6 separate regions of the Mus musculus genome follow, and regions 1, 2, 3, 4 and 5 are each linked to region 6. Evidence: chromatin contacts called from public HiCAR-type and HiChIP or PLAC-seq data. All regions are on one chromosome and are shown on one strand. Each heading gives the region's core, a stretch centred on a gene start, on an enhancer-like site or on the middle of the called end of the contact. The rest is flanking DNA. Distances are from core to core; before and after follow the strand shown.

What was found. HiCAR-type assays count read pairs that join an accessible place to other places. HiChIP or PLAC-seq counts read pairs in DNA pulled down with a chosen protein or histone mark.
Region 1: a FOXA1 HiChIP or PLAC-seq map of pancreatic cancer cells shows a contact between it and region 6. The contact joins the promoter of Fgf7 here to the enhancer-like site in region 6. A contact is called at or near these places in 9 of 39 promoter capture datasets (the 3T3-L1 cell line, 3T3-L1-derived adipocytes, Sertoli cells and 4 more), 8 of 484 Hi-C or Micro-C datasets (3T3-L1-derived adipocytes, the C2C12 cell line, adipose-derived mesenchymal stem cells and 3 more), 3 of 115 datasets of contacts at active chromatin or transcription factors (heart atrium, pancreatic cancer cells and vascular smooth muscle cells) and 3 of 9 other capture datasets (adipose tissue, liver and macrophages).
Region 2: a FOXA1 HiChIP or PLAC-seq map of pancreatic cancer cells shows a contact between it and region 6. The contact joins two enhancer-like sites. A contact is called at or near these places in 1 of 115 datasets of contacts at active chromatin or transcription factors (pancreatic cancer cells) and 1 of 9 other capture datasets (embryonic stem cells).
Region 3: a contact with region 6 is called in an H3K27ac HiChIP or PLAC-seq map of the NIH/3T3 cell line, with 8 times the contacts expected there. The contact joins two enhancer-like sites. A contact is called at or near these places in 3 of 484 Hi-C or Micro-C datasets (adipose-derived mesenchymal stem cells, embryonic fibroblasts and ventricular fibroblasts) and 2 of 115 datasets of contacts at active chromatin or transcription factors (the NIH/3T3 cell line and fibro-adipogenic progenitors).
Region 4: a HiCAR-type map of fibro-adipogenic progenitors shows a contact between it and region 6, with 4 times the contacts expected there. The contact joins two enhancer-like sites. A contact is called at or near these places in 1 of 484 Hi-C or Micro-C datasets (embryonic fibroblasts) and 3 of 115 datasets of contacts at active chromatin or transcription factors (embryonic fibroblasts, fibro-adipogenic progenitors and pancreatic cancer cells).
Region 5: a contact with region 6 is called in a FOXA1 HiChIP or PLAC-seq map of pancreatic cancer cells. The contact joins the promoter of Cops2 here to the enhancer-like site in region 6. A contact is called at or near these places in 1 of 39 promoter capture datasets (second pharyngeal arch cranial neural crest), 1 of 484 Hi-C or Micro-C datasets (B cells), 5 of 115 datasets of contacts at active chromatin or transcription factors (embryonic fibroblasts, embryonic stem cells, epiblast stem cells and 2 more) and 1 of 9 other capture datasets (adipose tissue).

Annotation. Positions count from the first base shown.
Region 1 is chr2:126,031,793-126,036,820 of GRCm38.p6, reverse strand. It overlaps Fgf7 (fibroblast growth factor 7), which reads right to left and starts at 2,163. Exons shown (of 4, transcript NM_008008.4): 1 at 1,971-2,163; 2 at 821-1,376. The coding sequence starts at 1,106. All of the region lies in intron 11 of Fam227b (family with sequence similarity 227, member B), which reads left to right.
Region 2 is chr2:125,970,551-125,975,327 of GRCm38.p6, reverse strand. Galk2 (galactokinase 2) reads right to left here. Exons shown (of 10, transcript NM_001291002.1): 9 at 1-68. Among named protein-coding and RNA genes, the nearest start is that of Fgf7, 62 kb to the left of the region's middle. Within about 2 kb of position 2,022, at least 31 of the 459 cell types and tissues checked have an H3K27ac peak or open chromatin away from gene starts, as enhancers often do. A contact at or near this core is called in pancreatic cancer cells, where this site is marked.
Region 3 is chr2:125,899,052-125,903,697 of GRCm38.p6, reverse strand. All of the region lies in intron 5 of Galk2 (galactokinase 2), which reads right to left. Among named protein-coding and RNA genes, the nearest start is that of Galk2, 35 kb to the right of the region's middle. Within about 2 kb of position 2,442, at least 58 of the 459 cell types and tissues checked have an H3K27ac peak or open chromatin away from gene starts, as enhancers often do. A contact at or near this core is called in the NIH/3T3 cell line, adipose-derived mesenchymal stem cells and embryonic fibroblasts, where this site is marked.
Region 4 is chr2:125,938,320-125,943,368 of GRCm38.p6, reverse strand. All of the region lies in intron 7 of Galk2 (galactokinase 2), which reads right to left. Among named protein-coding and RNA genes, the nearest start is that of Galk2, 75 kb to the right of the region's middle. Within about 2 kb of position 2,123, at least 64 of the 459 cell types and tissues checked have an H3K27ac peak or open chromatin away from gene starts, as enhancers often do. A contact at or near this core is called in embryonic fibroblasts, fibro-adipogenic progenitors and pancreatic cancer cells, where this site is marked.
Region 5 is chr2:125,856,101-125,861,035 of GRCm38.p6, reverse strand. It overlaps Cops2 (COP9 signalosome subunit 2), which reads left to right and starts at 1,954. Exons shown (of 13, transcript NM_009939.3): 1 at 1,954-2,100. The coding sequence starts at 2,047. It also overlaps a transcript of Galk2 not described here.
Region 6 is chr2:126,301,343-126,306,411 of GRCm38.p6, reverse strand. No RefSeq gene overlaps it. Among named protein-coding and RNA genes, the nearest start is that of Dtwd1, 150 kb to the right of the region's middle. Within about 2 kb of position 3,006, at least 51 of the 459 cell types and tissues checked have an H3K27ac peak or open chromatin away from gene starts, as enhancers often do. A contact at or near this core is called in the NIH/3T3 cell line, adipose-derived mesenchymal stem cells, embryonic fibroblasts and 3 more, where this site is marked.

The DNA of each region.
Region 1 (5,028 bases), core at 914-3,413, 270 kb after region 6:
CCATTGCATTTAATACTACTGAGATTAGTTACTAACTGTAACCATCAAATGAAAACCCAAGCCCTGGCATTTTAAGGTAAAAAAACAACTGGGTCTAAGGAAAGTGGGGTGCTCCAGGTGAAGGTCCCCGACCCAACCTGCCTTCCAACTCAGCTCTGCTTCCTCAAGGTTATGTTCCTCTTAAATTAGCAAGAGACTTAACATGACAGACTCTTGATAAAGAAACTGCTAAAAAAGGTCTGTTACCTGTGGGTGGGGAGTTAAGGAATCTAAAACAAACTCATTAGACTTTTAAAGATGTTCCAGGGCATCACCGACTCCCTTCTGTTTTAGAAGCACACAGTTTTTGGTGCTCAGGAAGTAGATTCTTAACCGGTTAGTACCATGGCAGAGTCCTTTCAAAAGCAACACCACTAATAAAGACAGATACATCCTCTGCTCCTTAAACTCCTGGCTGGTAGTTTGGTGAACACCTACTGAGAGCTCTATGCACACCGCTGCTGAGCTTTGCTAGGGAAACAATCACACATGAGCATGCGTGCTCACTGACATGGTTTCTTACTAACCAGTAGTTTGGATTTAAGCCACAGAGTATTTTCCAACTATATCAGTTCCAACCATAAGGTGAGGACACTTGCCCTATTACCAGAGATATTTTAGGGAGTTAGTGCAGAAATCCCAAGGTAGAAAAATTAGGACTTGATATATGACACTGATTTTTTTTTTTTGCCCCCATAGGAAAGGAGAACACAGCACTGGAAAGTGAACCTTAGACAAACCTTAAAGAGCTAAGCAGGGCTGTGATAAAGGCATCACTTACTGTAGCTGTTCTTCATCTCCTGGGTCCCTTTCACTTTGCCTCGTTTGTCAATCCTCAGGTACCACTGGGTGCGACAGAACAGTCTTCTCACCCTTATATCCCCTCCTTCCATGTAGTCATAACTTCTGGTGTGTCGCTCGGGGCTGGAACAGTTCACACTCGTAGCCGTTTGCTCCGGACTCATGTCATTGCAAGCTAGAGATATAGTGCCCACTAGACAGACGAGGTGGAAGCATGATCTGTAGAGCAGAGTTGGCAGGATCCGTGTCAGTATCCATTTGCGCATTATAGTGTAGTGCCCCGGGTGTTCATGAATAACATAATGAGAATTGAATCTTGCGTTGATTGCTACTCCTAGGTCATGGGCCTCCTCCTATTTGTGAACTGGAGATTGATGAGAGAAAAAGTCGTCGCTCTTTCCAAACTGTTAACCTTATCTTTTAGCTTCTGATACCAATAACACGATTCCTCCTTCAGGAACACAGCTGATAGGTATATCCTTATAGAAACAGGTCGTGACAAGGCCAGTTGCTGCAGTGCGGTTGCTCCTTGACTTCTGCTCGAAGAGAGAGATTAGGAATGGGGAGGGGGAGAGGAGAGGGAGATAAAAAAAATTGTATGTATAAATTTCAGTAGTTAGATAGTCTAACATGTCAGTGTAGTTAAATGTTGAAAGCACGTTTAAAACAGCTCCCACAGAGGACGTGAGCATCTCTGCCACTCTGCACATAGATTCAGAAGCGCTATGCGTTAGTGAGGAGACACCACAAGAAAACCACACCATTCATTCCAGTTGCTATCTTGTCAGGAAACACTGTGTACTCACAGCTATTGAGTTAAATCAAGTTTTACAGCCTCTATCGACAAAGTTGAAGTTGAATTCCCTGGAATTCATTAGTCTATGCTTTTACATTTGTGCTTTATAATTATTTTCCCTTAAACTACCCAGATTTTTCAAGTTAAGTGTCAGGATTGCCCTGGAGAACCTCAAGAGTCTCCTTCCATCCGTCCGTACTACAGCACAATTTCTGTAGATATTTTCACAGCTCAAAAGTCTTTCCCCCCTGACCCCACCCCAGGACAATAACCACAGAAAGAGAAAATCTTTCAGAAAAGAGCATTGTTTTAAAGACAAATAACAGTAACTTACTTGTTCTGTTTGGAACAGCTGGGTACACAAGAGTTCCGTGTCTGCTGTCTGCCTCGTGCAACTTGAGCCTCTCTACTGTAGCTACAAACTATTTCTCAGCTGAGAAATCCCCCAGCAGAATCATAATTGTTTCCATAAATCAACAGGCAAAAGGATTTTCTCCGTGTGTGAGCGCGTGCGCTTGTGTGAGTGCGTGGAGCCTTTTATTCAGAGATTTTCAATAAATACCTTTGCTGACCTCATTGGAAGCAATTAAAACTTAACCAGTGAGCTGTTCGTTGTCTAAAACAGCAGAATTAGGAGGCTTGTACACTGTTGAGTGGTCGTAAGGGGGAGCTGTGGACACGGCTTCGGCTTAAATCCACAAGTGGGCATTCACGCTGTGGAAACAGACCTCTGATTCCCAAGCCGTTACAAAGAGAAAGGAAAATGTTAGACCTTTTAAACACAGAAGCTGTACAGTCTGTGAAAAACATATGTCCCTACAACATATATAAGGGCTTCTTAAATGTTAGATGATCTTTACAATACATTGGCACGGAGGAGGTTGGTAAGTGAGGGTATGTTTTTAGTCCTTCAAATTCAGAGCACTAGAGCAACCCAAGGCTCAGGGCCTGAAAGCAGGTATCCCTAGGCAAGGACACATCTTTTCACAGATCTTGCACAATTGGGTGTGAGTCTTTAGGCTGAGAAGACCTAGTTTCTTACCGGACTGGGATTCTAACAAACAGTGTGGCCTTGGCTCCATCCCTTACTTCCCCATGGCTCAGCTGCTGCTTCAGGTATCAAATCAATGGCCACGTCTAATCAGGCTAGGGTGTGCTGCCGTTTTAACATCCTGTCTTGTGATTTATTTCAAAGGATGACACACAGAAGCAAAGGACACATAATTTGCAAAACTATCATTCTTTTAGAAAAATGGTTTCACCTTAGTATTTGACTTGTGCCTTCCTGAGAGCAATAGCATAAAAAATAACTGATAATTCCAGGAATAATAAGGCCAATAGCTAATGGATACAAGAGAGTCCTTTTGCTTTCCAGCCTGAGCTTGTGCCTATCCTGTACTGAGCAAGACTGTGACTGTCTGTATCTTACACTTAGTATGGAGCCATCGTATCACCACCCTAAATGAATATTTAAGAATACATACATTAAAATTCTCTTTTCCTTGTACCTGCAAAACACACACACACACACAGAGAGAGAGAGAGAGAGACACACACACAACTTCGCACTTAACATACACTACCACCAGGTGGTGCAGGTAGACCAAATAGAGACAGAGACCCAAAATTGAATCATTTGGATGTGATTGTTCTTCCCTTTCCCATTGTGCTTACAGAGGGCAGAGTCAACAGCACCCCATATTTCAAACATACACAGTTGTCTTCGATTCATGAAATATTAAAGCACTAGGCTTTCAAAGCAGAGGAGGGTGTGCTGTTCTATAACTGTATCTATTTAAAGCCAGAGAGTTCAGAACATCCCATGATTTTTCTCCCAGGGAGGAATAGGAAAGGACAGAAGGTATGATGATGTTCTTAGTGATATCCCACCATCCGGGGGCGGGGACATTAGTAATGAGCAGATTCAGAATTCTTACGAGTTGACGTTCCATAGAGAAATGGAGGTTATGCAGTCAGTTCTCAGTGCACACTACAGAATGCCCAGTCTCTTTACAATGTGCAGGGGAGGGAGTGTTCGCAATGTTGGAGCCAAGGTATAAAATGACTCTCTGAGGAATGTCACTGAGCAGGTTACAGTCAGGCAGGAAATTGTATCAGTTTAAATTCCTTTCGAAGTTATTGATTACTTTCCAGTGATGGGACCAAGACGGGGTGGGGAATTTCATTCCTGTCCTTGAGACCCTTACTTGTTAGCAATGGTTCTCATTAGGCTAGCGGTTCAGCTATCTGTAGGACAGCTGCTCTCTTTGTCCTTGTGAGTTACCCAGTGGCAGACATCCTCTGTCCTTACTGTAAAGCACATACAGAAGAGAGCAGCAGAGTTCCCTGCTCTGTGCTCTTTCCAGATAACGGTAGCTTCATCCTTAGTTGAAAATATCTCCACCTTGTGCATTGTAAATCCATAAGAAAAGGATCTACATCTATTGACTTTTAAAGATTAATGTTGTCACCTGAAAAGCTTCAAATAGAAGCGTATCTCAAAAAGAAGAAGTGTGTCGCCCTTGCCCCTCGTGTTTGGGAATTTGTATTTCAAATACAAAAATAAAGATATTTAAAATAAATTTGCATTGAAAATCATTGAAAAACTCATAGAACTTCTTTGATGCAGTCAGTTGCTATATGAACTTCCTAGCTTTTCCTAACCAGTCTTCATCACAGCCTTCATTCTGTGGAGAGACAAATGATAGAAACTTTGACTTATGGAATTTTATATTTCAGTTTACATTTTTACCATGCTTAAACACAAAAGCTATACACATATATACAGGAGAATTTTATACCCTGTTCTTTTACATACAAAGAAGTATTATCACACACACGAGAGAGAGAGAGAGAGAGAGAGAGAGAGAGAGAGAGAGAGAGTTATACATGTTGCTTTTTATTTAGTAAAAATACAAAATCTCCTATCTCAGCATTTAGAAAGCTCACTCACTCTCTACACTGCATGCTATTCCATTGAATGGGTATATCTCAATGTGCATAGCCAACCTCTATGAACATTTCATTTTTACCCATATATTTTACTGTGGAACTATTATAATGAATGCAGTTATAAATATGTCATTTTATGGTATACAAATATAGCTGTAGGGCTATTTTCCAAAAGCTGTCTAGACATCTGTCTTCTGGTTCCAGGTAGGATAGACACTCTTGAAATTGGGACAAGGTTGAATTCTACTTATAAAAATGACTATGTATATGTTGTGCCTTACATCTGACATTGTTCCAAACTATTCCATCCACATTTCTACAACTAACCCCACACTAGATTTGTCTTCATCATTTCCTGTGTGGTTTCAATATATAAATTCAGTCTTGACTCTGGATCATACTGTGCAACCAGTCTTACTTATCATCTTGATTCATCCATT
Region 2 (4,777 bases), core at 773-3,272, 330 kb after region 6:
AAACTGCAGCACGCGTGCAGCCTCACTGTACACGTGCTTGGCCCGCTGGTAGAGCTTAAAGGTGAGTTCTGCAGGAGACACATGGGGAAAAAGACAAGAAAGGGTTACAAGACTATCCAGTGACAAGAAAGACTCGTGTGTGTGTGTGTGTGTGTGTGTGTGTGTGTGTGTGTGTGTGTGTGTGATGTAGCCCAGGCTAGCTGATTCAAGATTCTCCTACCTCAGCGGCGCCCCAGTGCTGGGACTACAGGTCTGAGCCACCACACCTAACTAACCATTTAACAGACAATTTTAGTGGCTTCTATTTCTGTCTTCACTGTCAGTACCTGGGGTTTTCAGAAGGTCTCTATTTTCACTGAGTGTGTAATTGATTAAATCCAAACGTAAATCAAAGTCACTTCTTCCTGAATACTGATCTAAGATCTTCCTCTTTTACTCAACACACCCAAACAATGGCGCACACGCCGAACTTTACCATGGCAAGGAAGAGGTGGCAGTATGGAGCATATCCTCCATGCCATCTGCCTTAAAGGCACAACCTCTAGCATTTGTAGCAGCTTAGAGAGATGAGCAGACTCATTAGCAGATCTCCTGAAGATGCACATTCAGTAATGATGTCTAGAGAAAGGTATCCCAGTATACAAGCAGACTTGCTGGGGAAGAGGGTATCATCAGGAGGAGATGAGAGACAGAACTTAAAGTGAGATTATGAATATTCATTATAAACATGTGTGGGACTGTCAAATAGTTCTAGAGAAATTGATAAGCACAACTACTTACATGTGTATGTAACTGTATTTACATTTAATATAACTATATGCTACAGTATTTTTTACTATAGCCAAAATATAAACACTCCAAATAGCTAATAACAGAGAACCTTCTGAAAAAAAAATGCTACATTCATTTAAAAAAAAACATTATGGCTATTAAAACTCAAATACTTGGACAATTTGCTACACAGGAAATTGTTCAACATTGAGAGAAATGTCAACACAATAGCCTGTGTATAACTGGCACTAACCGTGGTCCACACATGCATATGTATGCGCATGGCAGCCTACAGAAAGCACTACATGTCAACAGTGCTTATCTCTGAAACCCATCACAGATGCATTTATTATCCTCTCGGAACAGCTCTGATTCTGCAATGCCCTCGATGACTGTCAACTACAGTAACACAAGCCTATCTAACTGCATTGGCTGCATCATGTTTGGCTCATTCCTGGGGTAGCAATGGAGGGAGGCCTTCCTGAGGATATGAAACACTCAGACTAGAGTGGGAGTTGGTGTGGTGGATCTCAGGTGAGCCACTAGGAGAGAGCAGGATGTGATTGCAGAGGTCCATCAGCTGTGACAACCAGCTGTGCCCCAATTTGCTACCTCATGGGCTCTATTTCCTGGGCTCAGAAATGAGATTTACTTCTCAGGAACCTCTGGCTTTGTTCTTTGAGAACTGGGAGAGAAATTTCCTCTCTGCATGACCATTCTGTGTCCTTGTAGGCTGTCCCTACTGTGAGGACTTCTGTGACCGCTGCTTCTGTCTATACCCTGAGTTCTGCACTCAGCCCCACCAGCTCATCAGTAGGGATCACACCAGGGGGCTCCTTGCTGTTTTAAAGCTAAAGGATGAGAGAAAATTAGCAAGAAATGTGAGGGAAGAGAATAATCACAAAGAGTTATCCCTTGGCTGTAACATAATATCTTTGTCTTGGTCACGCCTTTCTTTAAACTGCATTTGAGTCAACACTGACAGGCTAAGCTCCCCCGCACAGGGCACTTGTGTCAGTTACTCCTCAGTCCACAGCCATTTTCCCACTGTTTACCATAGTCCATGCTCGGCCCCAGAGGGACCTCTTCCTTCAGCCAAACTGCCCCATCTGCAGTTGCTCTAACAGTCTTTGCTTCTGGATATACTCATTCATCACACACAGGAACCACTTCTTGCCCTCTCTCTCAATGTCAAAACTTGACTTCATTCTGAAGGCTCGGATTACATCTTACATCATCCTTGGGGCCAGGAGGGGCTCAGCTGGAAATCATTGACTTTGTACCATGCTCGAAGTCTACGCTCTCATCTGGTCCTATGCACTCCTCATCGTGGTTAATTCTCAGAGCTCAGCAAAGGTTTCAAAGAGTCCTGAAGTAGCACCACCACCTTGAATTTCTTAGCTCCATGCACCCCGAAAGCAATGCTCACTCCATATCACCTCAGCGGTGCCTTTCATGGCAGAGTCCAGTGGTGTTTAGGGTTAATTATGATAAAAATGGGACTTTTACTTTTACTTTTTTTTTTTTTTTACACTTTTACTTTTAACCCCAGTTCAAAATCAAACTACTTTCATCTGGACTTGCTGTTGTTTTGTTTAAGAAGAGAAGGAAGCCAAGGAGCTACCATTGACAGTTTAACTGAGGATCGAGACAGAGGGAAGGGAACAGCCAGCAGGGTTCCCTTTATTACTAAATCTGTAACTGCTGACACCTAATGTGGTTGAAAATAGATAGATAGATAGATAGATAGATGATAGATAGATAGATAGATAGATGATAGATAGATAGATAGATAGATGATAGATAGATAGATAGATGATAGATAGATAGATAGATAGATAGATAGATAGAAAGATAGAAAGAAAGATAGATAGATAGAAAGAAAGAAAGAAAGAAAGAAAGAAAGATAGATAGATAGATGGAAGCCACTGGTTAAATATAAGTGGAGAGACACAAAACATGTTTTGTTCCATTGATAGCCAGGTCATGTGAGTCACCCACACTATGCTATCAATTCGCTGTCCCCACAGCCAGCTCCACAGAAATAGGAAATGGTTTATTCTAGGACAGTGTCAAAACATCCCAAGGAGTAGGGGAAATCTTTACCAACAAAACACTGGCAGCAAGCCTCTCCAGAACCACATCATTTGAAGAAACAGCATGGGGAATGTTGGCAGCTACTCACCAACATCTCCAAGTCAGAAAGGAAAAAGGAAGGCAAACTGACATATGTCATGGTCTGATTCCCCAAAAGGCTCATGTGACAGTTGATGGCACATTTGGAGAAGTTATAAAATTCTTAAGAAATCCTGATGAAGGAACTCCATCACTGGGGGCAGGCTTTGGGGACTTATTTATAACCTTGTCCACTTCCTGCTTCTCCTCTGCTTCCTGTGCAGAGAAGAGGTGAACAGCCATTATGGACTCTCTACAACCATAAGCCAAAATAAATTCTCTTCTCTAAGTTGTTTTTGGTCATGGTGTTTTAACCATGTTAAACAGCAACAAAAAAGGAACTAATACACATGTTCCCAAGATGGGTGCCAATTGCTTTTTTCATACATGTTTAATACAACACAAGTTGTAGAATGGACATCATGAAAAAAAAGAAACAGACGTTAGCAACTGTACTATAATATTATTCTATTTTATAAAGTTTGAAGTTAAAAGACAAGGACGTAACATAGCAGCTTACATTTATGTATTTATGAGTACACACACATACATATGTATGCAACAACGATTAATGGAAAAGGAGGCCATGAATTCGAGAGAGAGAGAGCAAGGATGAGTATATGGGACAGTTTAAGGGTAGGAAATGTAAGGGGAAATTATGTAATTATAATTTCAAAGTTTTTTTAAGAATAAAATAGGAACAAACAAAAATAAAACACAAAAATTAAAGTTGAAAAAAAAACTTTAAAATATCAACTTTAAGGTTCCATATGTTTCAGTTTTACTTTTGAATGACATCACCTCCCACAGTTAGTAAAATCAACACCATGTCCCATGAATTAAGAACCTTGAGTTTCCAGGCCTATTGTAGCTTACAGCTTCATCAAGGGAGACCATGAAGTCACACTTCTGTGAGTGCAGAGCAGTGCTGATTGGGTGAGAGGTCCCTGCAACTGCTGTGGTGTGAAAACATTAGATGTCAGTAGGATTGGTCTACACAGATAGCACAGCAGAGACTTACAGCAGCACAGGCTATCACCTTCCTTATGTGTGTCAACTCCTATCCTGATGAAGCATTTTAGAAAGATTATACATGACCTAAATTTTCTCTTTACCTATTTAACTATAACTCTTCATAAAATAAGGATACACTGTCATTATCAACCTAACACAATTAATTACCCTGGCTTCCCTAAGGTTTTATGTAGCCAGTCCTTGGCTCGGTTTTTTCCAGGTGTCCCTATTTAAATTTCACTTGATTTTCAAACAGAAGTCCACCATCCTGGAAGAGAGCTGATTCTTCTTCCTTAGGCCAGGGTATGGCCTCTGTTGAGTCACTTTTATGCCCATGTGCAACTGGACAGCGCTGATTGGACTCAGTGGGTTATATAAAGGGAAGGAGGATACAAAGTTAGGAGGAGAACATGACTGGGCACAGTATCTGGGAGGAGTTGGAGAAGGAAAGAGAAGAGAGAGGCAGATAAGATCAAAATCCTTGTGTGAAATTCTCCAGGCATAAATGCATACTTTAAAACCTCACATGCATATTCAGTCATCCTTCCTAGAACACCTCTCACAGTGCTTCTGACATCCTAGAACACCACATCTGTACATATCTCAGGGGCACATCCTTAAGAAAACTCAGTGTATTCCACTAAGGAGACTATTTTCACTGTCCTGTCTAACAACACACTCCGTTAGCATTAGATATTTTCCATGAGTGAATGTTCTTGACAAGAAGCATCCGGGGAGGTTTCATTAAACCCTTAGGTGCCTGCACTGTGACAAGAAACAGTCAGAGAGAGTGTGCCCCACACTACCACACCCTGCA
Region 3 (4,646 bases), core at 1,193-3,692, 400 kb after region 6:
ACAGAAAATGAGGACTTGGCCTCTCTTTAAGCCACCTTCCCTTATCCTTCCCAACTTCTTCAATGAAGTTATGCTGAAAATCTTGATCAAAAACTTTATTCCTTATATCAATTATTGAGACTATTGCTTATATATACATCAAACACTTCAAAAACTCTTGCATGTCTTGTCTTTTTGTTCTTCTTGTAGTTAATAAGTGCCTAATAGCTTCATTATCCATGGAAGCATCCCCAAGCCTTACACAAGCACTAGAAAAAATCTCCCAACCCGAACAAAACACCCATGGAAGGAGTTACAGAGACAAAGTTTGGAGCTGTGACAAAAGGATGGACCATCTAGAGACTGCCATATCCAGGGATCCATCCCATAATCAGCCTCCAAATGCTCACACTAGCAAGATTTTGCTGAAAGGACCCTGATACAGCTGTCTCTTGTGAGACTATGCCAGGCCTAGCAAACACAGAAGTGGATGCTCACAGTCAGCTATTGGATGGATCACAGGGGCCCCAATGGAGGAGCTAGAGAAAGTACCCAAGGAGCTAAAGGGATCTGCAACCCTATAGGTGGAACAACATTATGAACTAACCAGTACCCCGGAGCTCTTGACTCTAGCTGCATATGTATCAAAAGATGGCCTAGTCGGCCATCACTGGAAAGAGAGGCCCATTGGACTTGCAAACTTTATATGCCCCAGTACAGGGAAATGCCAGGGCCAAAAAGTGGGAGTGGGTGGGTAGGGGAGTGGGGGAGAGGGTATGGGGGACTTTTGGGATAGCATTAGAAATGTAAATGAGGAAAATACCTAATAAAAGAAAAAAGAAAAAAAATCTCCCAACCCATTTCTGCTTGTGGTTAAGTTAGATTACTTGTTTTGATGGTAAAATGTACAAGTCCTGTTTCTCCCCCATCCCACTTTTGGCTTGCTCTGTGCTGATTCTGACCTACAGGACAATGTCTGACCTACTAGGTTTTCATTTCCTAGTTCCCAGGTTGTCTTTTTTCTTAGTTTGCTCCCAAGTTTGGGGAGGTTATATCCCTCCAGCTTTCCAGTGTTACTAGTCTATCTCACAGTGTTCTACTCTATCCTCACACCTGAGTATTTCATTTGAAAGGGCAGTTTAAAATCTGCTGACATTTTAAGACCATTGCTGTGTCCAATGCCCATCTTGAGGAGCATGTCCCTCCCTGACCCTCTGCCTATAATGTCTTGGCTTTCTTACCCTTCTAGCTCCTCTGCCTTCACTCTTAGCTCTTGAGTTTACACTTCCCAGTAGCAGCTTTGGCGGGGCCTTCCTTGTTTATTATGCTAATACCAGGCAGCCCTTTTTAAATATTACATTTTATATATTTAGGGTATGGGGAAGCTATCTCTCTTCTGCCCAGCTACAGGCTGTTGGCATCTTTATTCAACCAATAGTTTTAAACTAAGGAGCAACGTCACATAGTGTTACTTTGTGTGGTGTGCAGATTCTCTCATCCCTGTGGGCAACCTTAGGGGCCAGTATTTAGCATCACAATACATAGCAAAAGACCAAATCTCAAAGGATTACTTATGTCTCTTTGGTTTATCAAAACCAGACTTGTGATTGGTTTTAAGTGCATTTAAACACATTGTCACTGGGGTAACAACTGTTGCTTCTAGTGGCTGCTTTCACTGCTACTTCTAAATAGTTGGAATTTTCTGGAACTGATTCACACATTTTCTTATTTTTCACTCATTTATTAGTTGTTTTTATTTCCTATGCTACCAGATAATTTTCCAATCCTCTTACTAAATTTTATATGTTAGTGATTACATTTTTCATATATGAAAGGTCTTAGTGTCTGTTCTTTAACCAGGCACTTAGTTTAGCATAGTCTCATCAGCCTGAAGACACAATGTCTCCTTTCCTATCAGCATTGTTGGCCCTATTCATCCTTGTGTTCTCCTTTTTATTCTGTCTGTTTTATTTGAGATGTTTTCTTCCAAAATCTGACTATCCTTGGATGCCTTACCATAGTTCAGAGTGAGTCAGTAAACACAAAGCTTTGGAAATCACCGTGACAGGGTCACACTGCATGTCATGGGCCCATTACATTCCCTCCAAGGACATTCTGGTACTCTTGCTAAGGTGTGAAATGACAAGGCTGCCAGTGTGCTGGAGCTGACCTGAGCATCGAGAACTAGAAACTTCACTGTTCAGAAGCAAAATAGCATGTCATTTCCCAGTTACCAAATCCATTTGCAGCCTTCAGAAAGTACCCCATGTTTCTCTAGGGACCTTTCGGTACACATAGGCTGGGATGGTCCCAGGTAAGACAGAGCTTCGAGGTTCTAACTAGTTTTCAAAAAAGAACACTGCCCCACACCACACCACACCACACCACACCACACCACACCACACCACACCACCCTGTCATTCCACCCCGCTTTCTTTCTATCCTTCCCTGAGACTAGGATGAGTCAGCTTGCTTCTATCTATGTCTCCTCCCCATGGCACTTAGCTTTGACCTTTCTTCCTTCTGCTAAGTCATGCAACCGTTCTCTCGTCCACTTTCCATCTTTGTGTTTTGTGGTTTCAGGTTTATCAAAGATAGAACTTGTGTTTATGCTTCTTAATTTCCCTCCTTCAGAGACTGAGTACAGGATGGTGAAAGAGAGGATGTGCCTTCATTCTGACATCCTGAAATCAGGAAAGCCTATCTTGGGGATAGGGCCTTCCCTTGCCCTGAGTATTTTCCTGTGCTGTCTGCTTATCTAGCACTTACCGCTGCCATTCATAACTTCCACTCTCTGGAGTCTAGCTTAAGGGGACATTTTGTTGCACTAGCCTCCACCCAGAAAACTTCAGTTTATTAATGAATAATTTCCACATCTACTTATAATGAGTGCAGCGAAACAGGACCTATTCAATGTGAATAGCTGGAATAGCTTCAGTCACGGATCCCTGCAGGCCCTGGTATCCTTAGGAAACACACTTATTATCCTCATCACTCTCCCCAGCCCCTGCTTCCCACAGTATGCTCTGGCCCCAGGAGATTGCCCTCTGCAGACATCTTCCCATTCACAACCCTCTTTGTCATTCCCATTCCTGTTACCCTAGCATTCATTCCCTTGTTGCTAGACTTCAACAGTGAGGTTCCAAAGCTGCTCCTGAACCATGTGGCATCTAGCCCAGGAGCCCTTCCTAGACCATTCCCCAAACTGGTAACTCTATAAACACTCCCTTTATTGAGCTCAGTTTTATTCTGTACACTATGTGGTTCTTACCAGGGTACTAATAGAAATGCTAATACAAAGGGAAATTTTGAACTATCTCATATCTACAGTTCACTGAATTCTTGTGCTCTGATGATGTTAAGAGCCACATGTAGAGTTGGCACTTAAAGACTCTGAGAAAATTATACCATTTTCTTTCAGTCAAGATTGTGTCTCATTTTAGCAAGAGAACACAACAACCACCACCACCAAACCCCTCTTCATGATTTCGCTCCCCTTGCAAAGATGAGTGCAGGTGTGGTCAGGACTACTTAGAGGATCAGGAAGTAGGACGCACATGCCCTTCCCTCTGGGTAAGAGCACTGGGCTCAGATAGTACTATAAAAATATATACATCTGCTATTTCTTAAGTGGGGAAATAGAGAGAGCCAAATTTAATTCTAAAAGTTCAAGTGTTCTTTTTTATCTTTTTTTACTTTTCCCTCAGATAGTTATATCAAGGGTCAGAAAAAGAATAGTAAGCTTTACCAATCCTCCCCTTAAAAAAATAAAAATAAAAATGAAACACTTTCTCTCCCCCCCCCATTCTCTCCACTGCACTTGACTAGTCATTAAAAATAATATTAATTGCTGAGCAGTGGTGGCTCACACCTTTAATCCCAGCACCTGGGAGGCAAAGGCAGGTGAATTTCTGAGTTCGAGGCCAGCCTGGTCTACAGAGTGAGTTTCAGGACAGCCTGGGCCACACAGAAAAACATTGTCTCAAAAATAAATAAATAAATAATAATAATAATAAAATTTAATTATATAAAAGTGAAGTCTTTGACTTCAGCCCTCCCTCTAGACAGTGCCGTCCCTTTTTTGTATGCATCGACAGACTTTCATAGCTAATGAACACTCTTCTTTTCCTACTTCCCATAGATCCTGCAGCCCATCCCTGATATATGGCATGGAAACTACAAAGGCCTTACCTTCTTGGCCTCTTGGTAGCAGCTGACCCTGCCACTCACATCACGAAGAATTGTCTTCCTTGTCTTTGCCGTTCATCCTTTCTGTTTTCCCTACCTCTTGGACAACTCTTCTTTCTCTTCAGTAGACAACAATAGTGCTCGTGCCTCGCTCACTCTTGTTCCCCAGACCTGAACCCTGATTGTCGCTACCTCTACTCTAGCTATAATGCATGTCTTCCCCACTCCAGAAACTTCACCAGCAGGAGGATTGTGAATTGGGGGATAGCTTGAGATACATAAAGAGATCCTGTCTAAAAACTGAGTTAGTTATATTATTCATGATCTTCAAAAGAGCCTGGCAGTTGGAAGAATTGGTTCACAAGTAAAGACTGAATAGTTCTGCAGGCCTAGGCTCTGCATGCCTAGGCTCTGCATGCCTAGGCTCTGCATGCCTAGGCTCTGCATGCCTAGGCTCTGCATGCCTAGGCTCTGCATGC
Region 4 (5,049 bases), core at 874-3,373, 360 kb after region 6:
ACATTTCTTTAAGTGTGTCTCAGCCATTTATGGCTCATCTTTTGAGAACTCTCTGCTTAGTTCTGTACCCCATTTTTAATTGTGTTATTTTCTTTTTTGTTGATTTTTTTTTACTTCTGTTTTTCTTCCTTTTAGAAAGGATGCAGGACTTACCAAAAGATGGTTTTAAGTTTGGTTAGAATTGCTCACTTCTAAAATGTTACTAGCTAAAGCTTTCAAACGTGTTAATCATATTTAAAAAAAAAAAAACAAAAACCAAAAAACCCTGGCTCATATACTTGAAACAGATGATTTTAAAGGAGAACTGGGAACAGAGACAATACAATTGTTTTGCTGTTCAATTATTTCACAGAACAGAGTATCATTTTTTTCTTTTCAGTTTTTGTTCCTCTTTTCTATTACTTTTATTGAGTTTGTTCTTTAACAATTTCACACATGTATAAAGTCTCTTCTGATCAGTGAAGCCCCAGCCTCTCTAATCTCCCTTCCAGTTCTATTAAACCTCCCCTGTCCCCACAAGTCCTTCTCCCATAATCATGTCTTTGTTTTTTCTTGTTTTGTTTTTGTCTTTGAGACTCAGAGTTTAACTAGGATCATCTGTGTGACCATGTGTGGGGAACTATTCATTGGAGCCTGGTGGGAGCCTCTGTGGGTACACACCTGAAAACAATGACTGTCTCTTCACCAGAAACCACCAGTAGCGACAGTTCAGCCTGAGGATGGGGCCCCATGAGTCCCTCCTAATCCATTAACTGATGACAGGCCCAGTCTTATAAAGGCCCACTGCAGACAGCCAAAGTTGCTCTGAGGTTATGACTTCCTTGGCCATGTCAAATGTCTTAGCCCTTCTTCTTTCCTTCTAGTTTCTATTTTCTTTCTACCTCCTTGAACAAAAATCTCTTATGCCATAGAAATATTGTTATAAATGTCCAGTTTAGGGCTGAGTACTCAATCTTTGCATATTCTTAATACCTTGAAAACCATGAGTCCCTGCAGAGAAGCATCTCTGCTTATGGCTGGAAATAACATTTATCTATAATTCCTCCTAAATGAATTTTTAGAAGGCATCTTGGTACCATAACAATTTAGCCAAACAAGAGCAAAAAGTTCACTCCTAGACCCTGACTTCCTCAGCCATAGAATTTTGGCCAGATTTACAGTACTAGGTATAAATTCCATCTTGTGGAGCAAGCCGCAAAGCCAATCAGAGAGTGATGGGTTACTCTCAGAACCGTTGTGCCACTAATACATCAGTGGGTACACCTTGTCTGACATGGTCAAAGAGTTCACAGCTGAGTAAGAGTGGAGTTCACAGCTAAGTAAGACTTGATGCTTATTGTGCCCCCAAACACTGCAAAGTAGTTTGTAGAGTAACTTCCAAGATTATGAAAGCTAGCAGGCAGGGAGTAAGCCTCAAGTTCAGCTAGATGACTGTGGATATTAAATTAAATTAATAAAATGAAAGGACAGCATGAAGTTGGGAGAGAGACAGGGAGACAGGATGGGGGCACTAGTTGGTAGTAGTGGATAGATACGATCAAAGTACATTGTATAAGTGTTATCACATTTTCAAAGACTGAATTTAAAAATATTACTAAAAAAAAGTGAGAGATAAAAAAAAGAAGAGGGAAGAAAAAGCACTTCCCTCTGATAGTTCCCATCTCCGCCTTTACTTGACCCAGTCACGTTGTCCTAGACACTTGGAAAAAACATCCTGCCCAGCAACTTGTGTGACCACTCTGCAAGGCATGCCTGCAGCCCACAGGCTGCTTCCAAAGGGAGCCTCTACACTGCTGTTCCCTGTGGGCAGAGGTACTAATTCACTCCAGCAATATCCCAGTTTGCTGTTAGACTGACGTCCATTTCACTTTCAGCTAATGGGTCTGCTGAGCCAAGTTGGTGTGCATTGCAATTAAAGAATGGAATCTCTCACGTGCTCACAACCACAGCTGCTTAACCAATGAGCTGCCGTGTTGCTGTGAGAGAGCAAAATGGGAAAGCCACTTAAGCCCTTGGAAATTTGGCTCAGGAATCAGAAAGATGACTTGCAGATGAGGAGAGAGTGGGTGAGATCACTTGCTCAGAGACAGAACCTAATGAGGGAGTGTGTCACTGCTGCCTTCGTGGCTGGCACACTTTGCATCTGGGAGGCAGGATTATGAGTCAGGGCTGCAGGTCATTTCCTCACAGTTTCCCACTGAGAAGCTTAGAGATAACAGTTCTTCAACATTCACTGCCCCCTTTCACCACAGCAAACATGACAGGTTCACATCACATACTGCTTCAGGGAGGATCCTGAGCAGGCAACAGTGCTTTGTCCCCAGTGATGTGAAAAGGTAGGAATAAGCAGGTTAAGACCCTGCATTGGTAAGGGGTCCCTCTAAGTAGGCCTTGAGGCAAGCCAATGAGGGACAGAATTTGTGCGTCTGGGGGGTCAACAGAGAAGTGTGAAGTGACACCCTTCAAAGACTGGGATGTGTAAACCTCAGCTGTGTCTGCCTGAAAGCAAGACAAAGAATGTTTCCCATTGTTCACAATCATCACTCATTGGGCTGCTCTCAGGGTATGAACTTCCCTAGTACTTACAGGATGTCCTAGCTGCAAACTAAAATACTAAGCACTCTCCTACATCAAGCAAACACTCTTGCTGATAATGGCCAGGGATCTGACAGAAGGCATGGGCACTGAAAGGATATGGAGCCCACTACAGGGGCACAGCTGTCAGAATTCACTTCTCCGGCTTCCTTATTACATTTAGTAGTACTAGCCAATCAATGGGGAAAGCATGGAGCATGTACTCCCATAATCCACTTTTGATCATATACCCAAAGGACTCTAACACGATATACTACAGAGATACCTTAACATCCATGTTTCCTGTCATACTTGTCACAATAATAAAGAAACGGGCCATGCTAAGATGTCCATAAGTAGAAGAATAGATAAGAAAATGTAGTACATATATGTAATGGACTTTTCTTCAAACATAAAGAAAAAATGAAGTCAACAGCATTCATAGGGGGAAGGATGGAGCTACAGAACACTATGTTAAACAAAACACCACACACAGAAAAACAAATGCATGTGTCCTCTTGTATGTAAAATACTGATTTAAATGTGCGCATACATGCTGAAAACTAGAAAGGGGATCATGGGAGGAGAGGAAGAAATTAAGTGGGGTAATGAATTATGTGCGACATGAAAGCAGAGGGGAGAATTATTTGAGGGGGAGGAAAGGAACCAGTAATATGGGGTAGGAAGAATGAGGAGCTGGAAGGAAGGAAGGAAGGAAGGAAGGAAGGAAGGAAGGAAGGGAGGGAGGGAGGGAGGGAGGGAGGGAGGAAGGAAGGAAGGGAGGGAGGGAGGGAGGGAGGGAGGGAGGGAGGGAGGAAAGAAGGAAGAAAGGAAGGCAGGCTGCCAAAAAGAAAAACAAAAAGTCAATCCCAGAAAGCACTGTTTTCTCAGTTGGGTGTAGTTTTCCTTCTTTGTTTCTGTTTTGAGACAGGATATCACTCTGTAGCTCTGGCTGTCCAGATTCATCACCCCAAGAACTGGGGTCACAGTTTACACCTGACTGTGTCTCTTCCTTTGTATCCCACCTCTCTGATGCTCTATGATCCACTTCGCTTCAACCAAATGATGTGTTTCTGCCACCAATGAACTGGTTCTTCAAAGCTCCTGCTATAGCATCAATGGCCTCCCTACTGCTTGCAAGGCCAGCGCAGCACTGAGGGCTTCCCCCTTTCCAGGTTCACTGCCCAGACCACCCCACCCGTCCCTCTGCCTCCTCACTGTAGCTTGAACTCCCTGTGTTCTGCCAATGACACTCACTAGAGTCCTGGCAAAGCATGCTCTACTGAATACACAGAATGAGTGAAATTGACCGCAGTCTTGAGTATCTGGGTTTTCTGCTCAGATTCAAGGAAATTGTCAAAGCCTCGAGAATACTGTGCCAATTTCTCAGCACATTCTACCACCAGTCAAAGAACCAGTTCCATACTGACCACAAACTGACAGGAGCTAAAGAACTTGGCTGAGTGGTGGCACCCAGCCAGACAGGCCTTCCAAAGAATCACACTATTTTTCTTGAAGTGTCATGACAGCTCTCTACCTCACTGCTTCTCATATTGCCACAAAGAGCTGAGGCTATGTAGCAAAGCAGCACTATACCCACCCTATTGCAGCCCCCCAAGCAAAGAGCTGAGGCTATGTATGTGGCAGAGCAGTGCTATAACCTCCCAGTGCGACCTCCCCCATAGTGGGTCTGCCCATAGTGTTGAGTATTGGCGTCACGTATTTTATCCCTCAATATAACAGACATACAATATTTCTGGAAAATTTTAAGCCATGAAATATGTATAAAATATGAAATATTTTGTACCCACTAAAGATTCCTGGTCATTTTGTTAATTTAAAAACATAAAAATGTGCTTCACTTAAAAGTATCATTTACGCAAGCAATGGTTATAAATCTCTATTGAGTTTGCTTCGAATGTTTTTCATTTTAGTTCAAATGCTCTACAAGACTCCAACTTTTAATGAATCTAAATCAATTAGTTTTTGAAAGCTGATGGTGAGAAAGAGTCAGAGGGGGAAAATTCAGAGTAGAAGGCAACTGTCAATATTAAAGCAAAATGAATAAAAATCACCTCGCCGCTTTGCTGTGCTTCCCTGTAATAACTAGGTATGAAAGAAACTCAGCCTCGCAAGAGTACTGTACAAAGACAGGGTGTACAAAAAGTGTGCGCTAGCCCTCACAACCCTGCTCTGTGGCTTTCTTTCTAACGTATCATTTTCAAAACTCTCCTGGTTAGCCATTCTCCACTGTCACACAAAGCAAGTCTCTCCAGGTTAAGCCAGCATCCTGGACATTTTTACCAGAAAGTCTACCTCCTTATTTAATGAAACCATTTCCAGATAAAAATGAAATTCATTTCTGTGCTGCCAACAATGGAGGAATGGATCCACACTGTATGGTCAAGGTCAATATGATTAACAGATTCTGCTTATGTCCCTAAGCAAAAACAGCCACGCAGCCACATCCCTGCG
Region 5 (4,935 bases), core at 705-3,204, 440 kb after region 6:
TTGTATTTAAGAAATTACACATGAATAAAACTCAACCCCCTTATGATTTGCTATGTTCTTTGGAAAAACTATAAACATGGGTAGGGTAACTGTGATTTATTACCTTAAGTCCTAAGAATGGTGAGTACTATTAGTTACTAGCACCAGGACCTAAGTCTGATCTGTCCCAATAAACTGGCATGGTGACAGTCATCATACTTATTGGAAGGCTTTGCTTTGTTTTAAAATTACATGTACAGATTCATGCAGTATTTTTGGAGTTTTGAGTTCTAAGATGATATCATTAAAAGCCATTCCAAAACTAAACTTTTATATTCAGTAGAGGAGTTTTGAACAAGGATTTGAAGTTAAATAGCTTCAGGGGAATTGTCCGTCTAATATGTAATGATAATGCTATGCTTGCACAGGTAAATGTCTTCGATTTTAGGAAATACACATAGCTGCACATATGTTGCTTTATATGTATCTTTAAGTTGACCCAGGGAATACAGAACATTAAAGCTGAGAGTTGGTATACTTGTGTCCATGATGCTATCCTTTATTATGTATTTAAGTTTAAAATTTCTTGTGATAAAGTGTTGATAGAAAAGGCTATTAGTAAAACTGTGTGGTTATAAGAAAGGTGATATTATTGCTAGAAAACTGTGACCAAAATGATGTTTCCTTGAATGGTTACTTCTTTAAGCCATCTGAAATTCCTTCTTCTAATATTTTCCTAAGTAACAATTAGGTGTTAGGCTAGAGGGATAGCCCAGCAATAGAACATTTACCTAACACACACAAGGCTAAGTTCTTCCCCCAGCTCAAAACATAAAAAAAGAAAAAAAAATCAATGTTAATGATATACAATGCAAAATCGTTTGAAGACTTATTTTTTAACATTCTGAATGTACAGCTATAAATTGTGTTCACAGTGTTTTCAATATAAAAATAATACAATCGTTGACCTTAACGTCTTCTGACAAGATTTTTAGAACCAAGCAATTTCTGGCTTAGAAACAAAACCAAAAGTATCCTGTTCTCCAGTGGATTCAGAGAAAAGCTGGTAATGACATCAGGTACAACTTCAGAAGTCACTGGAGCACAGCCAAGCGGGGTCTGTAAGGATTCAACCCGAAGGTGTGAATGTTAATGCTGAACTGTGCTCAACATCAGCTGTGCATGATGAAGATAAAATCAGGTAATTTTGTTTGATTTGGTTTTGTTTTTTTGTTTTTACCTTTGGTAATTTGGGCATGTTTAATTCATCTGTATAGATAACAATTGGGCCTAAATTCTAACCTATATCTACTTTATAACTTTATAGCATTTGTGTACAGAATTTGGAAGGTTTCTCCAAAAAGGGGGATTGCCTTATTTCCACATTTTTCTTCACTCTGAACTCTAATGGTTTTCTGCGACAATGCATTTTTAAAAAATCTGTCACCAACTGTTACTTTCATTTCATCCTAAAAGCAGTTAATGCACGTTTGTGATTCATTAAATAATTGAACAATTGATTAGTGCATATCCAAACCGGGATATCCACAGAACTGTTTTTGTTAACTACAAACATAACTTTACTAGACAATTGTGTTGCTGTAAATACACCACTGTAAAAACACCACTACAGGGTGTTGAAAGAAAACACATAGATAACAATGGTAGAGGCACGCTACCTTTCAGATAGGTCGGGCATGTTTCATTAGAAACAGACGGTTCCAGAGTCCCAGGCAAGGAAGGAGACAGTTCCCTCACCTAGGACGCTGGATACAGCTAGAAGGTTTTCGAAGCCCCTCAGATAGGACCCGCAACGCCCGATTTCGTAGTTGCTACGCTTAGTTGCTAAGACACAAACTGTCGCTCAGGAAGAGCCGGCTGTGCCCTCCCTTTGGGAGCCGTAGTAAATCATCTCAGGGTCGAGCGCTTTAGTTCCGGAATGAGCTTTATCTTCTCCTGGAGAGACCGGAAGACGAGGAGACTCGGGAGTGACGCTTCTGGGCCGCGGAGCACTGTGGGAGGAGGCTGTCTCTAATTTCTCCTCTCCCCCTCCCCCCTCCGGCCAAGATGTCTGACATGGAGGATGATTTCATGTGCGATGATGAGGAGGACTACGACCTGGTGAGGCGCAGGGAGCGGGCGGGGGCTGGAAGTGGGATGTGGCGGTGGTGCCAAGGCCGAGAGGCTGCAGCTCCCTCCCGGGGCTCGTCGGCCCGGTTCCGCCCTGCCCAGGGACAGGTTTCCCTCCTCGCCTGGCGTCGCGGGCCTGTGGGGCCTGGGAAGAGAGGGAGAGAGGCGGCGGGGCCGCCCTGGACGCTGGGCCCAGGGATAGCGCGGGTGACTGGCCGCGGCCGGTTCTCGGCGCCTCTCTGCCCGCCACCGAGCCTCCACGGCCCGGCGCTTAGGTCTGGGCCCTAGGGGGCCCATCTCTTCTCCACTCTGGACCTGAGCCGGTGCCAGATGCTGGAAGAGTGAAAACTGGAAGAGGGGGGTGGTCCATCCTGCTCCCAGACCTGACTGCGAAACTCGGGAGTCTCCCCCAAAACAGCCTAAGAGTCTCGCCCAGGGTCAGTTTGGGTCCCAGGTTAAGGCTCAGAGCAAGAGTAGGAGGAGTAGTTAAACGACTCGTCCCGTCCTCTAAAACATGACAAGCTCCGAAGAAAGATTTGCTTTTTGTTTGGTTGGACTGGGGAAAGGTAGGGGTTAAGGGAATTGGAACCAATGATCTTTTTCCTTGATTTAAGAAATTTCCCAGCATCCGTGTTTGAATCATCAATGGCATAAAAGTAAACAAACTTGCCTAGTTTGATTGGTGATTTCTTTTCCATTTAAGGTTTAATTGTGAATGGATTTACAGGTTTTAAACTGTACCCCATGATTTATGTTGATAGTCCAAAACGCATGCCTGTGTAAGAACTAAGAAAATTATCTTGATCCCAAAATTAGTGTCAGTTTTGTTTCTTAATTGGGAAGCAATTGTTCGGTTTTTAGAAAAATCCGATGATAGTGCAAGCTGTGGTGTACATGCTTGGAGAAGTCTGGGTCGTCTTTTTTCTTTTCTTTTCTTTTCTTTTTTTAATTTTGAGGTTTATTTATTTTATGTATATGAGTACACTGTCTTCAGGCACACCAGAAGAGGGCACCAGATCCCATTACAGATGATTGTGAGCCACATGTGGTTGCTGGGAATTGAACTCAGGACCTCTGGAAGAGCAGTCAGTGCTCTCAACCTCTGAGCCATCTCTCCAGGCCCTCTTTTCTTTTAAGTGTCACATTCTCAAAGCATTAATATTTTTATTTTGAGGTAATGGTGTAACATCTTTGTATAGATGAATCTGTAAATCATTTGCAATTTTTAAAAAAGGTTTTCATTTTACAGAAAGACATATTTTGCAGAAGGAAGTGCTGTGACTGGAGAGTCATAGTAGATGCTTGGTGATTTCAATACAGAATTTTGTTATTTATTCAATCACAAGGTAGTTGTAAACAGATACTAAACTCTTGTTTTGCTTTTGTTTCCATTACAAGTAGTTTTTAAATTGTCAGATATTTCTTTTGAATGTTTGTAATTTTAGCTGGTAGTGTTTTTAAAATTTTCACTTACCTCCTTTCCTAATAGTCTATGAAATACATGAACTTTTAGATAAATGAATATTAGCACTGGGATTAACTTAAAAGTACAGTGTAGGAATGAAAATGAGAATCTTTGAAATATTCTGTTAGACTTTACTCATTTGTGGACGTTTGTTGCTTTGTTTTGAGGCAGGGTCTCACTGTGTAGCCAAGGCTGGTTTGGCGCTCAGTGTGTTTCCTAGGTGTTGGGAGTAAAGGCATGCATCAGCACACCCTGCTTTGGAAGCTTTCTAATTAGACATACAGTGTTTGAACATGACTGCTTTCCCAGCATTTTTATGTCTATACTAAATGTATCCTAAATAAAGTTGAATATGCAGTTGTTTCAGCTTTAAAAAAAAAAAAAACTTAGAGTTAAGATTTTACTGTTGCAAAACTAATGAAATTTTTATTTTCTTCTCTGGGCATTATGTGAAATTAAATAGCTCTTCTCATCCATTTTTCATGTAGATACTATTCTAGATTCCCAGCTATATGTCAAGTAGTGAAAGGTGTTATATCTCTTTTACTAACAGTTAAAATTTTTGGCACGTGATGTCTTTCTGGTAACTGATGCCCATGTCCTGCGTGTTTGAAAGGATGAGGGTGGCTGTCATTCCATAGCTGCTAGAGATGGGTTTCTTTTATTTGAGTAATTATTTTGCCTGGATCTTTATCTGTTTCTTTTTATAGAAAGTCTACAAGGTTGACATCCTGTTTTAAGGAGGTTTCTCATTCTTTTTACCTTTTGAAACTTTACTTTTTGCCCAGGCTGCCCTGAACTTCTAGAATAGTAAGGATAATAGGCCTGGAATACCAGGCCACGCTAGTGTTTTTGTTTTGTTCTGTTTTTTTTTTTTTTTAAATGTGGTTGTTAGACGTTTAGTTATCACTTCATTTAAAATATTGCATGAGAGGTGGGGCTCATTCACTTGGTAGAGTGCTGGCCTCACATTCCAAAAGCCCTGGGCTCGGTCTTTAGCACTGAAGAACTGGATGTGGCAGCGTCCTGTATCACTTCAGGTCGAGAGAGGACGAAGCATCAGAAGCTCAAGGCCATTCTTGGCCACATAATGAGTTGGAGGCTGAACTTCATGATTCCGTTTTAGTTAATTGATTGATTAAAATGTTAATAGCACTGTGGGGCATTTCTGACCTCAGTGACACTCAGCATATCTTTATCTGTGGCCCACTCATGTTTTAATGCCCTAAGCCACCTTTTGTATTTGCCTAGTCTAGTGGAAAGAGGTGGCAAGAATACACCCTGAAAATTAAAGTTCTGTCTTGAGTATATTTTAATGCCCCCAAATTTTGCTTTTTTGTGTCTATTGGGTGGGGGATGAG
Region 6 (5,069 bases), core at 1,757-4,256:
CAGAAGGCCACATCCCTCACTGTAAGACTATGGGAAGTAGTGGTAGAGGAGTGGAGAATCATCTTTGATGCTATGGCCAGTGATAAAGCTCAAATGTTTCAGTAAATAACCCCTCATCACACTCCTGCAAGCAACCCTAATTCAGTTCACTGGATCAAGAAAGAGATCAAAGTGGGAGGGTGCTTATTGGGAAAAAGAAGTGTTTCAATGGAAGGGAAGGGCAATGGGAGAGGGAGGCAGTATGAAGTGGCCCAAACTCAGTGTGCTCATATATGAGATTGTCAAAGGAAAAAGAAATAAAATGTAAGTAAGAGAATGAGTATAAAAGAAGTGTATGAAGTAGTCTATCAGGAGTAGATGTTATAATTTAAAAAAAATAGTATTTGAAACAAAATGATAATTAGCATTTGGGAGTCAAGACTTGACATCTATGAGGTAAATATGGGGAATTTTGGAGGCAACATGTGGGAAACATAAACCAGAGAGTCTGGTACAAGCACAAGCTGAATACGTAGAAGCTTTTACCTCACTATTCCTATAGCATCAGTATAGAACTCAGTTATAATTGGTGCCAAATTGCTTATATCCTGTGGGCAGGTCTCAGAGAGCAGGGATATGAGCCAGCTGCACTTGGAGTCTAGGCTTGGTGGAAGACAGATTGGGGAGAGAGACCTGGAAAGGCATGTGAGCTTTGCCCAGGTGGAAGAAAATAGCCTTTATTTAAGTTATTTCATCCTCTGGACACAGACAGGGTAGTGCTATCAAGACCATATATGCATTCTAGTATGGTGGTTATTTACACATGTGTCTACACTCCATGTGAGTACAAGGAAGAAAGTATATTATTTGAATTATGTACTTAAAATAGTGGCTCTTAGCTCCATGAAGACTTGATGCAGAATTCTTAAGAGTGTCCATTCTGTAGTCTCAAGCTGGTCCAGTTAAATTGGATTGGAATTGCAGGGTACGAATTGGCTTGGGTGTTGCTGAATTTTCAAACGGTCTATGCTCATTCACGAATCCAGGATAGGAAGAATTGTCTTAAAACTTCAGTCACACATGACTAAGTGTGAATTCAAAGGGTTAGATGGTTGTATGGCATGGATTATTCCAGAAGGTACATGGAGCTAGATTTGGGTCCAGAATTTCAGTACTTCAGCTTCCCCTGGCTTTGTGCCCTGCAATGGAGGGAGGCTGTACTCTATAGTTCTGCAAGGCCTTATGTTTGTGACTTGGCCAAACAGATGCTGATCACTCTACTCTGGAGAACCAAGAACAGTGGAGTCGTATGGGAAAACTTTTTGCTTTTCTTCTCCACACTCTCCCGTCTTGCTCATGCCAGAGCTGCCCAGGGTGTATCAGAGGAGCCATGAAGGACATTTGAAAAGTGTCCCCCTCCTTCTGCAAAGTCCTGGCATCACCAATCTGTGTTTATCTGAACACTAATGAACGCAATGTGCCTGTTTTATTAGAAGCACATTGTGGGAGGAGGCCAGGGCGTCTCCCTGTACCTGGCAGCTGAAAACAGAGCTGTCAATTCTACCTCACCTGTCCCCAGAGCTGAGCCAGACACGGCCCCAAATGCTTTCCATACGTAAGCCTTTGTGAAGTCTCCTATGGACATGGTACAGAACGAGCCACACATGCTGTTTTGGGACAAGGTAACTCAAACCACATGCCTGGAGGGGAATCAAGGCAAATATGGTTCTCCAAGAGGCAAGAAATAAGCAAGTGGCAACTCCCCATCTGAGCCAGAGATTAAGAACACTGGCCAGGAACTGGCCCAGCTCATAGAGGAATCACCAATGCCAGTTCTTAAAGTTATCATGGAGGTAATAAGGCTACCTACGTTCTCTCTATTCATTTTCATTCTTTAATAAACAAGCAAGTGAGCTGGGTATCAGAAGGAAGAGAGTACACAAGTGTGGAATTCCCTTTGAGATCTTAGCTTCTCTGTCTGAGCTTAGGGTCAACAAGTGCAATGAGACCTCCCCGGTGCCCAATCTTTGAGCTCCTTCCTGGGATTGGAGGTCAACTTCAAAGAGACATGCTGCCTGCACTGGTCGGTACTGGTGCAGGCTTGCCTCACAAAGCCTTATCTTTGGGAGGGTTGTTAATTAGAAAGAAAGGTGAAACATCAGCTTGCTGAGAAAAAGGTGTCCCGCACAGAGTCAGAGTCCCCAGAGACTTCAGAAAACTGTTTCCGAGGAGTTTGCTTCTTTGACGATTTGTAAAAATTACTTTTTTTCTGTGATGTATTTCAATGGAGCTTTAGTTTAGCATGATGCTATGGAAAGAACTCAGAATAGAGTCTCACCCCACCCCTCTCAGTTAGTTGTTACTAAGGTAATGCCAACATCTAACACTCTTGACACGGAGCTTCATCATCTGTGAAATAGGAAGCCTAGTTATCTTGGCAAAGATCAGATATTTAAATAAGTTCATTAATAAGCTCCCAAACCAGGTTCTAAATGTCCCATTACCTCCTCTTCTAGCTCTGCTTGCCTTAAGCAAGTTAATAAAGTTATTCTCCCTCTGCCTCTCTCTCTCTCTCTCTCTCTCTCTCTCTCTCTCTCTGTGTGTGTGTGTGTGTGTGTGTGTGTGTGTGTGTGTAGTTATGCCCATTTTGTAAAATGGTAATAATAATTGGACCCACATCATGGGATTGTTGTGAGTATTAAAGAGGTGGTGCTTGTGAGAATCCTGCTTGTGAGAATCATGGTTGGTACCCAACAGAGGAGAGAGTTCACATTTGCTATGCATTACAGCTCCTAGTGCAGTGGCTGGCATACCACACACGTCAATGACTGCTGGTTATTATGACTACTAGGACTATTATTCACTTAGCTGAGGGAAGGATGTCTGTCCAAATCTCTTATTTCCTCACTCTTGACCTCCTGGTATGATTCAGACATAAGTCCCCTGAGGTGTCATTCAGTTCCGAGGGGTAAAGAAGGGAGAGCTATGAGGATAAATGAGGAGAGAAAAGATGTCATCCTGGCAATTCAGACCCCATGGGGTGCCCATCCCGGGACCAGCTGACCTTTCAACCAAGAGGAGAAACCACAGCAGCACTCACTTTCCCTTGACTCCTAGTGAGTCATGCTAAGTCATTCCCTTGGCTCCCAGTCTGTGGGGAAAGATGTTTGAAACATAGCTAGAATCATAGGCTCTGATTAGACCAGAATGTTCTGATGTGGTTAACTGGAGGAGGTAAATGTCCTGGATTCTAGGGGCCTTTATTCACCTCTGGTATTTGAAGAGGCTGGGTACAAGTCTCCAAGACAAATACCCTTCCTCTCTAGGGCCAGAGGGAAGGCAGGGGGAGAGTTTCAGTTTGGCTCTTGTGCATGGTTGCTAATTTTCTCTGAAATCAGCTCATGACTTATAACTCTAGACAAATGCTTTTGGTGTACATTCTTCACTCTGTAAGCATCAACTGGCTACTATGTACCAGCTATAGTGTTGCTATACTGTCATAGGGCATCTTAAGTAATTATTACATAATATTTAAAGCCTGTAATGTAAGTGCCACCAGATCTGATATATGCCTAACAAATGGGGAAATCACAAAAGCCTTCTTGGAGGAATGATGGAATAAAACTACTGGTCCCAGAAAGTGACCCAACAGAGTGAAAACTCCACTTCTTCTTACAAGTTTCTTGGGAAGATTTCTCACTCATTTTGGGTCTTGATTCTTCTACCTGCTGTAGCCTCCCCCAGCCTGGAGTAGACTGACTTTGACCTTGCTGCCACTGAGAATGAGACCACCTGGGGTAAAGCCTTCCGACCTAGATGGCTCTATTGTTCTGTCATCTGCTGCTGCTCTTCTCCAAGACACTGGTACCTGCTGAGAGGCCCTTGAGATATTCCAGAAACAGCAGGTCTGAGACAACATCCGGCAGATGGCCTACAGGCTGGTAACAGGCATCAAGAACGGATTGTCAGAGGATGAGCCTCCTGTCTTTATAAGTACAGACTCTTAGTAAACTTGGGGCCTTGAACAGAAATATGTCTTGGCCTCCATTATTTCTCTCACCGTTTTCTCCCATACAGCTCCTGCCTCCCACTCAGGAACCCAGTTAGTGTGGCTGCAGGCAACTACAACCTGCAAAAGAGACAATGGTACCTTTCTAAAGGATTCTGTTTGTAGACTGATCAAGGTAACAAAGTTAGACTATCATGGCAATGTGCCAGGAACAGAGTTAACAAAAGGTGGCCACTTTTGTTGGTGATCACCTGTATATGCCTTCACATTCCACATGTTTTCATCTCAAAGATGGCTGCATCTGAGCCCAGAATCTGATAAGCCTGCATTTGAAGAGTTCCTCTGTTGCCTGAGACTAGTTGGAATCCTGAATATTCAGCAGTACATTTAAGAAGAGATCTCCAAGCATCTCTGAGGATGTCCAAGTACACTCACTCTTGAGTAGAGGCCTCCATTGAGAAGTTCATAGAGTGCCTCTTCTGCTTCGGCTTCCTAGACTTCCAGGAGCTATTCTTCTGGGCCCATTTCCACTACTTGGCTGCACCCTAAATTTAGAGGGGAGAGGAAAGAGATTATGCTGTGTAGTCCCATTTGAGTTCACAGGGTGGTGGCTTCTGGGGAAAATTCTAGAGTACTCTCTGGATTAAGAGCTCCTGTATGGCGGGTGACCTCTTCTCAGGTTGTTCACTGAGTGCCAGAAAGGAGTAGAAGGCTTGAGTCACATGTGTCTTCTATCTTCTGTCATTTCCATATAAAATGATCAAGATGGCTGAATCACTCCCAAGGAGAACAACACCATGTCCTTAGTCTCCTCGGCTTTGTCATCTGTTATGAATTTTGTGGGACTTTTGTCTCCTATTTTATGAGCTCTTTCTTCTCTCCTAGCTGTGCCACAGCACATCTGTACTGGCTAGTATTATGTCAACTTTACACAAGCTAGAGTCAACCGAGAAGAGGGAGCCTCAATTGAGAAAATGCCTCTTTGCAAGATTGGGCTGTTGGCAAGTCTGAGCAACATTTGTAAGGCATTTTCTTAATTAGTGATTGATGTGAAAGGACCCAGCCCATTGTGTATGAGGCC